Linked DNA regions of Mus musculus: all the other regions are linked to region 2. Evidence: chromatin contacts called from public Hi-C and HiChIP or PLAC-seq data. All regions are on one chromosome and are shown on one strand. Each heading gives the region's core, a stretch centred on a gene start, on an enhancer-like site or on the middle of the called end of the contact. The rest is flanking DNA. Distances are from core to core; before and after follow the strand shown.

What was found. A called contact is a pair of places that touch in the nucleus more often than the background predicts. HiChIP or PLAC-seq counts read pairs in DNA pulled down with a chosen protein or histone mark.
Region 1: an H3K27ac HiChIP or PLAC-seq map of extraembryonic endoderm stem cells shows a contact between it and region 2, with 5 times the contacts expected there. The contact joins the promoter of Cdh6 here to the enhancer-like site in region 2. A contact is called at or near these places in 6 of 39 promoter capture datasets (frontonasal cranial neural crest, liver, maxillary cranial neural crest and 2 more), 8 of 484 Hi-C or Micro-C datasets (the AML12 cell line, cerebral cortex, cortical neurons and 2 more) and 5 of 115 datasets of contacts at active chromatin or transcription factors (embryonic stem cells, extraembryonic endoderm stem cells, kidney and 2 more).
Region 3: a Hi-C map of pancreatic cancer cells shows a contact between it and region 2. The contact joins two enhancer-like sites. A contact is called at or near these places in 2 of 484 Hi-C or Micro-C datasets (nephron progenitors and pancreatic cancer cells) and 1 of 115 datasets of contacts at active chromatin or transcription factors (extraembryonic endoderm stem cells).

The regions. Positions count from the first base shown.
Region 1 is chr15:13,172,315-13,175,941 of GRCm38.p6, reverse strand. It overlaps Cdh6 (cadherin 6), which reads left to right and starts at 2,267. Exons shown (of 12, transcript NM_007666.4): 1 at 2,267-2,428.
Region 2 is chr15:13,366,328-13,369,685 of GRCm38.p6, reverse strand. No RefSeq gene overlaps it. Among named protein-coding and RNA genes, the nearest start is that of Gm46517, 81 kb to the right of the region's middle. Within about 2 kb of position 1,910, at least 24 of the 459 cell types and tissues checked have an H3K27ac peak or open chromatin away from gene starts, as enhancers often do. A contact at or near this core is called in the AML12 cell line, extraembryonic endoderm stem cells and pancreatic cancer cells, where this site is marked.
Region 3 is chr15:13,234,803-13,238,356 of GRCm38.p6, reverse strand. No RefSeq gene overlaps it. Among named protein-coding and RNA genes, the nearest start is that of Gm46517, 51 kb to the left of the region's middle. Within about 2 kb of position 1,291, at least 10 of the 459 cell types and tissues checked have an H3K27ac peak or open chromatin away from gene starts, as enhancers often do. A contact at or near this core is called in pancreatic cancer cells, where this site is marked.

The DNA of each region.
Region 1 (3,627 bases), core at 1,018-3,517, 190 kb after region 2:
GCTTCTATGGCTCGCCAAGGTGCTCTGGTGTGCCAGAGAGCAACTTATAACAGGACTCAGCAATGCTTAGTCCCCTACCTCCGAAAGAAGGATGAAATAATCCTGGATATTTTTATCGACATGAGTAGTCATTGTGGTAAATGTCAGTAGGAAGTCTTGAGAATCACATGAAGTCTTTTAGAATAATATCCTGGGGTTGCAAACTCCTTCATGTCACTTACTGCTGCCACATGAAACTGCTCAGGAGCGAGCTGATTGTCCACTCTTAATAAAATGAGGTTGTTTAACCACCTTTGATGTGCCGCTTAATGGAGTTTGAAGGGTAATACATCACAAACAATTAAGAGATTTTTTTCCTTCGTGAGACATTAACTGCTTCGATGGATAGAAAATCTACTTCACTATGACCCTTCATATAGCATAAAATCAGTTAATTTATACATCTGTCTGCTAGAGACAATCTTACAAAATGTGTTTTTAACATACTCGCACATGTTCCGTTATTAATTTATCATCACACATGTTAGTAAATTATATCTGCATACATTTTGTGGATATACACTAGTTGGCATGTACACATTTGGGTATTTCGCCTTTTGTTCCTTCCTAGTTTTATTATCTTAGACATAGTCCTTAACCTTTACTGTGCTTTTATCAATCTATTTCCTCTGTCCTTTCTGCCAAAAAAAAAAATCATATTAGCAGAAGAATCCCATCAAATGGTCTATAAGAATACTTTGTGAGCTGTAAAGGACTGTACAGACATACCAAGGTAATCTTTCAAATTAAGAAGTCTACAACCTGAGGAATGAATGAATGTGAACCAGCTGTCCTCTCCCCCATCCCTCCTCCACTGCAGTTCAAATACCCACATGAAGAGACCATGTTCAGCCTCCTTTCTGCAAACTGCAGGCATCTATCTCCTCATCCCAAGGATGGCTTTTCAAATCTTGCCAGCATCCATGTGCAGAACATCTGGACTAAGACCGTTCCACATACAATTCTTTGAAGCACCGGCTGCCTGGAAGAAATACTTTGATTTGGGCTTCATTAAAATGCCTCAACTTCTATTAGGGACACAAAAGATTTTTTTTTCTAGTAAGAGCTCTCTTGGGAAGAAGACCGACCTCTAGCTAGTTAGATCACTCAGAAGCCAAGTGGCTGGAATGTCACTAAAGCACCATGCAATGGAAATCTTGCTGCGAGCTTGTAACATGCAGAAACAGCTGGCTTGGGTCTGTGGCTGACCCGGGGTGAAACCATTGTGGTAATTAGATTTAATTTTCTTAATCCAATAGTGCTTGACTGCAACGTGTCTGCATCTCCTAGGCAGAAAAGGCATGATTCTCCTTTAACAATGCTTTGACGTGTTTAAGACTTCTGCAGCTTAGTCCCTTCAGAGAAGTCACTTCTTCTCGAGTATAAGGACACCCATCCAGACAGCTATGTGTATCAAGGAGTTTCACATAGACGTTATCTTGCTTCAGTAACTTCCCAGAAAGATCTCAACACAACAAATACGTCTTAAATATCAATATATATCCTATTCTGCTAGTTCAGTGTGCCCTGCTATCTGCTCATTTAGAAAGATGGATCAGCCACGAAGACATTGATGAGCCCGGGGCGTTTGGATTTGAACCGCTTCTACACTCTCGGGGGCATATGACTTCATGCTACAGCTCTCTGGGGTTACCCACTCTGCAACAGCGCCAGAGCTCCAGAAGCTACAAGGGGGGAAAAAGTGTTCTTGAGATGAGAGAAGCAAAGACTGACATTCATGAATCTGTCTGCTCGCGTCTGTTTATGTTATACAGAACAGCCGTCGGTATTGTTACCTCAGAAGACCGGGGTTATTTTATTCGAGTGCAGGTCGTGCGTACTGTCTCCCCCCCAAACTGGCTCACAGCGCCACGCCGTACCATGTCGTGTCCCCGGGAATCTTAATTGCCTGGGCTATTAGAAAAGAACATCCGACCGCTGCTGGTAATTGAACACGGTGCATTTTGATAGCTTAAAAAGAAAGATCAGATAGAGTCACACAAGTTCTCAGTATGTCTTAAGCCGTCCCCCCTAAAAAATATATAAGAAAAAAGAGGAAGGGAAAGCCTGGGGCAGCGGGAGTGTTCCAGAGAGCGAACTGCTCCGGACTTCAAACACTGGGAGTCATTCTGTCAAGGGGAGGGGGCGGGCGGGGGCAGGCACTGGGCCTCTGTAACAAAGTCCTCCTCTCTTTGCTCCCTCCCACTTCATTCACTTGCAAATCAGTGTGTGCCCACAAGAGCCAGCTCTCTGGAGCCGTAACCTTCCCATCCCGAGAGCTGCAGTTCCAGCCACAGCAGCAAGAAGCACAGAGCAGAAGACCGTGGTGGAGGCAGGAGCATCCTGGGCGAGTGGCAGGGTGTCCCCAGGAGCCGGAAGGCAAACCGAGGTGGGTTCGGTCTCTGTTGCCAATGCGGGAGCTTGTGCGTGCGTTTCTTTTCTCCCTTGCCTTCTCTTTCTTCTTTATACATAGCTATTATTTTAATTCCGTAGCGTTGATGGAAGCCAATCAGAGAAAGAGAGCGGTCCTCTGCGCCGGGTGTTGCGGTGCACGGAGTTGGGAGGGATGCTCAGCTGGGAGCTGGGGTGCGGGCGGGCTTGCGCGCGAGTCCGGTTGCATTGGTGGCGCTGCTGCCTCTGCCCAGGACCGGCGCCGCTTCCCGGGGAGCCTGGGCGCCGCTCCTCCGCCGCCTGGTAAGACCGAGACGCCTAGGGTTCTGCGGGGGGTGGCAGGGAACAGTGTGGAGGAGAGAAAGCTGCTGCCGAGGTCCACTCCGCGGGGCTGGCGGAGGCGGCTAGTGGAGCCCTAGCTTTGCAAAGTTGGCTGGTCAATTACCAAGGGCGCTAGTGAGTGCCGGAGCGGTGGAGCCGTTTGGGGCTTGATTGATTTCCACCTACCCAACAATACAAGGGTCTGTGTGGTGACTGCTTGGCCTGAGTTATGGGATTTTTTTTTTTTTTTATGGCTTTGAGAGTAACGCAGAAATTAATTCAGGTAGTCGGGAAACTCTGGAATGTTCCCAATAAGGCAAACTTACAGAGATGGTTTGGCCGAGAGAACGAGCTTAAAGAAAACTGTTAGCTCGCATGTTCCTAGCAATGCCTTCAGGCTTTCATAGAGCAGAAATGCTTAGGTTGCAAGGCAAGTCCGACACTGGACTTCGAAAATGGAGCACACTGTCCAGGGAAAAGTCATGTGGAAGACGCCGCTCGCTGGTGCTCTTCCAAGGCTACACACACACACACACACACACACACACACACACACACATCTGAGGGAGAATGCCTTCCTTAGACTGGAGAGCAGGAGGTCTGGTGCGTCTGATGTGAGGTGTCAGATGCAAGAGTGAAGTCCCCAAGGCGTTCATGTGGAATTTAATGAAGGCGGGTCGTTGCGGAGTCCTATAATGCCGCAGAGCTGGGGTCACTTCCTCCTCCGTAGTTATTCGCCTGCCAAGAGTTACGGTCCATCTCGAGATGGGAGATGCTGGCGAGGTCAATGTGGTACTGAGAAATGTTGTCGCTGCTGCAATAAAATCCATATTTTATGGGAAGTTACGTGAGGGTCTTTGTATGCAAGGGGCTGGT
Region 2 (3,358 bases), core at 661-3,160:
TTCATAACAATTTTATGTTTAGTACTGTAACTGTACTATAATCTCAAAAATAAAAGAAATAATTAAAAATAAAAATAGAAGAAAGAATCACTCCCAGTTGGCTCCCAACATTAAATGTTGGACTAAGAAAAGTTAATGTTCAAATATGTAAAATAGAGTAGTCAGATACCTAACACCGTGACTTTTTTAAGATTTATCTTTCATGTTTAATTATATGTCTGTCTATATGTGGCTATATGTACGCACAAGAGTTCAGGTGCCCCTGGAGGCCCACGTTGTCAGACATCCAAGAGCGATGCTTGCAGGCGTTATTCCCAGCCGAGATGAATGTGGGTAGAAAGCGTGACCTCTGTAAGAGCAGTATGGTATCTGAAACTCTGAGCCATCTCTCCATCCCCTCTAAATCTGAGCCTGAGAAAAAAATTGCAAAGAAGAAACCCCTCTATGATAACTCCCAGACAGCAAAGATATCACTTAATATTAGCGCACTAATTTTTTAAATATTTTCTCTCTTGCAAAGATAAGAGTAAAATTATACACAACACAACTTATGTTTAATAGTAACTGAGAAGGAATTTGGATTTACTAGTAAACACAACGACAGTCTTCTGTTTGAACAGCAAACAGTCACGGTCTGATAAGATGTGAGGTTGGATGGACAATTAACAATTAACTCAAGACCCAGTCTCTCACGATGTAGTGTCTCCTGCATACCAGACAGGGCTTTAAAAGACTCATCGTGGGCCAAACATTTGAAATATCATTGCCAGTCAGGAAACACAAGCCAGTCAGTATTACATCTGATGTCTCGACCCATGTTACAGATATCCCCTGAGGATTTTTTGTAAAATAGTATGACTCTGTTGAGTTAGAAACCAGGAAGAAATATAATGCCTTGAAAAATAGAGACCAACAATGGAGATTGAAAAGGCAAATGCATGACTCATAGACAGTGGACAAAGAACTCTTGGCTAAGATGCTCAGGGATTACGTGCACACACATGGGTGTTGGTTTGCTAACAAAGATAGGACCTGATTAATGCATAATGTTCCATGTATTATCCTCACTGATTGGGGTAATGCAGACTGCTACGGATACACTTGGATAATTAACCAAGGCAGAATAGCAGATAGTAGGTGAAGAATTATCCATGGGATAAGAAGGCAAGAAAAGTGACATATTTGTGGGAGGAGATAAATCCAAAGTTTCTGGATTTGCCAGAAGAAACGATGATAGAATAGTTCTTCCCCCTGGGACCTTGAGAGGGTAAGATTTGGCACCAAGATCAGAAGAAATCTGGTCTGATGAGACCAAGTATATGGGAGATTCTCCCTTTCAGAATGAATACGTCCGATTTCCTAAAATGTAACTGAGATAAATTTAAACACAATTTTAACTGTGTGGAAATATACAGGGAGAAACTTATCTGCATCCCTAGAGTGCTCACACATAAAATATTCCTCAGCTGATTAGATGTGCCCTTCCACGTCTGAGCACGGGCACACACATCGAGACTGATGGAGAGCCTCTACTTAACATTACATGCATAGTGAACATTCGAATAGCTTCAACGTATTTTAGGAATATGTTTGAAGGATTGAGCTGCCTCAGCCGCCTGTCACACCGTTGACATGAAGTCATTCAAATGCTTGTCTGTGGCAATGAATCCCAGCAAAAGTTAAACAAAAACACGGGAGGCCGACGGCACCGATATTTCTCCACGTACCTTCTGTTAGTCATTATTCACCATTTATATTTTCTTTTCTTGTAACCCACCAGTCTAAAGGTAAAAAGAAAAAGAAAAAAAGAAAGAAAAGAAAAAAAAAGAAAAACCTGCAACAGCTCCTACTGACGCCGATGAGTAATGATACATTCAGCTACGCATGAGGCGAGGAGCAAATGATTAACCACTTCGTCACTGCCCTGCTTACTTCCAGAGCTGTGTCAGTGTGAAGGATGTTCTGTAAACATACGCTCACATATCATCTATTGGATTCAGGCAAGCAATGGTCCTTCCAAAGCTGCGGTCTTAAGTATCGATTTTTAAAAAGGTATCGGGTCTAACAAGTGACCTTCGAGGCCTCAGTTAACATGAGCTACAGCCTAATTCCCACAGTGACCTGAATCAGGGAAATGTCTCAGCTCTGGCTAATCTCTGAGTGACAAGTCACTTCTAAAAGGCCTGTGCAAAGTGCCTGACCTCAGATGATGGCTCTTGTTTATAATCTAAGTAACGCTGACGTGACAGCCTCTGCCATCGAAGTACAAGCAGGAGGAAAACAGAGAGGTTATGGAGCTCTACAGGAAAAAGAAAGACCAGTGCGCATGTCTCTGAACTCTGCACAACTGCGTTCTATGAGAAGCTTATAAGCCTCTCATATTAATCATTCGTCTGTCTTTGATGTAACTCTGTGCATTCGGGATAATTTTGCACATGTAGCTATTATATACGACCTCTTGTATGTTTTGCTTTACGCTGATTCCAAATCCTGCACAGTAATGTGTACGTTTATGTCATCTCGAGGAACTGCAAGATGACCACTTGTCTCCAAATACTTCTGAAATTCATAGGATTAGCAATAATTGCTTCAGACTCTAGGCAGAGTCAAAAGGTAAAGGAATAACTTTATTTCTGTTTTTGTGGCTGCCTAGGAATTCTAGGAGAAGAAAATTGATATTTAGATATCATTTATTAATAATAATTTGTTTCAAAACTTTTACAGTGACTAGGGGCGAGGGAAGGATCTGTGAAAAGCTTTAGAATTCTCTGTGAAGATGACTTGTTCCGGGTGTTGATGACAGACAGGTGTGAAAGGATGACTCTTAGGAATGCTTTTGTAAGTACAGGACCAAATTTTCACAGCCTGGCTTAACAGCTTCCTCAGAGTAGACCAAGGAATTTTCCACGGTACAAGTTGTCTAGACAAAGTTTCTGTCTCACTCCCAAACACACGCCCTTACCCCATGCCTTACTCATGTATCTTTGTCTCCCTTACTCATAGACATCCTTTCAAATAAAAGGCAGCCTGGTGCATGCAATCTATGGAAATAGATATTTGGATTCCAGCAACTTGTTTATTTAAAGAAGTTGTGCAAAGACCAGGAAATACTTCTTTTGTCCCTTATCAGTAATAAGTTAGACTTTTTTTGTTGATATAAGGTGTGTAGATAAATAAGGGACATAAAGAACCTCTCTTGAAGAAAGACCAAAACAGGGACAACATTTTCTCTAAGAAAAAACTGAAGAGAAATTTGATTGTATAGTTAAGAGCAGAAAATATTAAGAATTTGCTGGCTGTGAGGATAGAAAATTTTTTTGTCTACAGCTTCATAATTAGCAGTTAAAGCCACGGATCT
Region 3 (3,554 bases), core at 42-2,541, 130 kb after region 2:
AGGACATTAAAAACAAACAAACAAAAAAAAAGCCAGTGGTGTCTGTGTATACCTTTAATGACAGCACTGGAGAGGCAGAGGCAGAGGCAGAGAGGCAGAGAGAGGCAGAGAGGCAGAGAGGCAGAGAGAGGCAGAGAGGCAGAGAGGCAGAGAGGCAGAGAGGCAGAGAGGCAGAGAGGCAGAGAGGCAGAGAGGCAGAGAGAGGCAGAGAGGCAGAGAGGCAGAGAGGCAGAGGCAGAGAGGCAGAGAGGCAGAGAGGCAGAGAGGCAGAGGGGCAGAGAGGCAGAGAGGCAGAGAGGCAGAGAGGCAGAGAGAGGCAGAGAGGCAGAGAGGCAGAGAGGCAGAGAGGCAGAGAGGCAGAGAGGCAGAGAGGCAGAGAGGCAGAGAGGCAGAGAGGCAGAGAGGCAGAGGCAGAGAGGCAGAGAGGCAGAGAGAGGCAGAGAGGCAGAGAGGCAGAGAGGCAGAGAGGCAGAGAGGCAGAGAGGCAGAGAGGCAGAGAGGCAGAGAGGCAGAGAGGCAGAGAGGCAGAGGCAGAGAGGCAGAGAGGCAGAGAGGCAGAGAGGCAGAGAGGCAGAGAGAGAGGCAGAGAGAGAGGCAGAGGCAGAGGCAGAGAGAGAGGCAGAGGCAGAGAGAGAGGCAGAGGCAGAGAGGCAGAGAGGCAGAGGCAGAGAGGCAGAGAGGCAGAGAGAGAGGCAGAGAGGCAGAGAGGCAGAGAGGCAGAGAGGCAGAGAGGCAGAGAGGCAGAGGCAGAGAGGCAGAGAGGCGAGAGGCAGAGGCAGAGGCATGTGGATGCTCTCCTTTACAGAGCTAGTTCCACAACAGCCAGGGCAACACAAAGAAATCCCATCTCCAAAAACCAAAATAAAAGTAAAAATGATAGACAAAAAATATCTTCCTCTCTCCTTTTCCTCCCTCCTGCTAACGAGACAGAAACCCACACTCCTCTGGGCCTTTGACTAGAAAAGAAGGAAGAGTTCTCATGAGTGTTTCAAGTGTCTGTAAATTCTCGAGAGTCTACTGCTTTCCCTCTGAGCTCATGGTTATCCATTAACAGTGGATTCAATTCCTTCAAACTCAGAGCTTGGCCAACAAAGTAGACACGGTGACAGAAAATCAAAATGTCTGCTGTAGACATTCCTTTTCATTTTGTCAGTCTTATTATTAATAGATTCTAGATTTTCAGATTTACGTAACTGCTAAACGTTATGTTTAACTTCAGGGTGAGTAACCACATTTTCCAGTGACTTAGACAATGCAGGTAAAGAAAAGCCTGAGTCACCCAGCATGCACCCTTGTTCCCCACTGAAGGTGAACTAGGGAACTCTGACCTTCCTTCTCCTGTATCTTACACTGAGCAGACAGTGTTTTCCCAGTCCATTTAAGGGCCATCTTTGTAAAATGGTTGTGCTGTTTTTGCGCGATTTTACCTTTAATATCATTCTATTTGGCATGTTGAAATACCATCTCGTGTTTTTAAGTATAAGTATGATTTGATGATGTGGCTGGGGACAATTTATATGTTAACTAAGCCACATCTGGACAGGGCTGTGGACCATAAGTTCAACAGTAAAGAATCCAGGGTGTGTTAAGTCAACTGCAGAAACACACATAAAGATATGTATTCTTCTGTTGACAAAATGCTGTGGTGGGAGGCTCGCAGGAACCTGCTTCCTTAAGGAGTAATGACTTGGTACCCACTAAGACAGCATGCGAGAGAACTTTACAGACCATAACTGCAGCAAATGATGAGAGTCAGAGGTGTAATGAAACTGAAATGTGGCTAAGTCAAGTCGCACAGCCATAAATTGATGCCAGACCACAAATCCAGATTCAATGACCTTGTTTAGGACTCAGGGATTCATTCTGAGAGCAAGGAGAAGACAACAGAACTGCTGTAAGGAAGAAGAAATGGGAACAGGCCTGCATTTCTGGAGCATCATTCATGGCGACATTTGGAGAATAAGTCAAGATAAAGAAAGAATGGAATTAGGGAGAAGAAGCCAGAAGGGATGACAAGCCAGACAAAAGGTGATGTGGTGTAAGAAGTCAGGGACCTAGGCTTCAAATTGCCTTCCCCTTTGACAACAGGAAATGAAGCCCTGCAAAGATATAGATGCTGGCTATCAAAGAGGGTGTAAGAGGGACATAATGTAATGTAAAAGAACAGCCAAGTGTAAGATAAAAGAGTGATGTACAGAGATAAAAAGAGGAAAGGGGCGTAATTTCAAAATATTACCAAACACCAGCCAAGTCTGTCCAATTTTCAGATTCTCTTCTGAACATCTTGGCAAGGACCTAGTTCACAGCCTCTATTAATACTAGAACATTAAATTTTAATAAGTGGAAAAATGGAATTCATAAGGTTTCTCAGTTGCACCCAGTGGGGAATTGGCCAGTCATTTGTGATTTTGCACATCTCTTGGCTGAAACAGACTTACAAATACAGATCTGAGCACTGGAATATATCATGTAAATATGTGGCTTTCCCTCGAGGACCTTCTGTCCCCCAAGTCATGATTGAATTACAATTGACTTATAAATATGATACTCCCACCTGTGATCAACACCACGGTTTTCTTGATTTAGTATCAAAAGTATAAATATATCCTAAGCTCCACAAAGGCTTCAAAACCATTTCCCATTTGGATGCAGGTAAGTAATGTGAGAATTAGGATTCTTAATTATTTTCACCATCATGCCACATTTCGGTTGGCACATTTCAGAGTTTGAGGTTTCATCAGCTCCCCCATGGAATTGAGTGACAGAAAGAGTAAGGAGAGGTGGCAAACTGTCTGTCTTAAAGGATTGCAAACTATGAAATGGTGGGACACAGAATCTCAAGCAAGTGATGCCCAGTAGTTGTTACTCCTAGTTCTGACCTGTGTGAGCAATTTTGATCACCTTAGGATGAGACTATTATAATACACTGTGCAATAGTCACAGCCCACATGCCAGTTCACAGCCACATGAATTCCTTTCAATACCTTTCCTTTCACTCTTGTGCTATATTACAGAAGCACACACATGGATGACTGACTATACTGCAATGTTCTCAGGTAAATGGCTCTTTGAAACACTCAGACTTTTAGCAGATTAAAAACAAAATCCTTCCAGATGTTATACACGTACACACACACACAACCAAGGAAATCAGAAATAAGGGAATAATTTCTGAGTTTATCTCAAATGTTGACATTTCCTGGAAGCAAATGGTTAAGTGTGTCTTCACCATGATTCCTGAGTTTGTTGACTCTTCCTGATGTCCAGGCTGAGTAGCGCGGAACTAGAGGATGCAACTTTTTGTTTATTTGTTTATTTATTTATTTACTCAGTTATATTTGTTAGATTATATTTTTCACAATACATTTTAGCTATTCTAACACATAGGGTCCAACTCTACTGCAGCGTTTCACATCTGAGTCAATAACTCTTGTCTAAGTTAGACAGTTCCACTTAATCACTCAGGCTCCATGCTACTTCTGTCTCAAAGTTCTCTATTCATCTGGTGGATAGTAGAGGAAACTACAACCAGGGCTCGCTGGTTTCTTAATGAC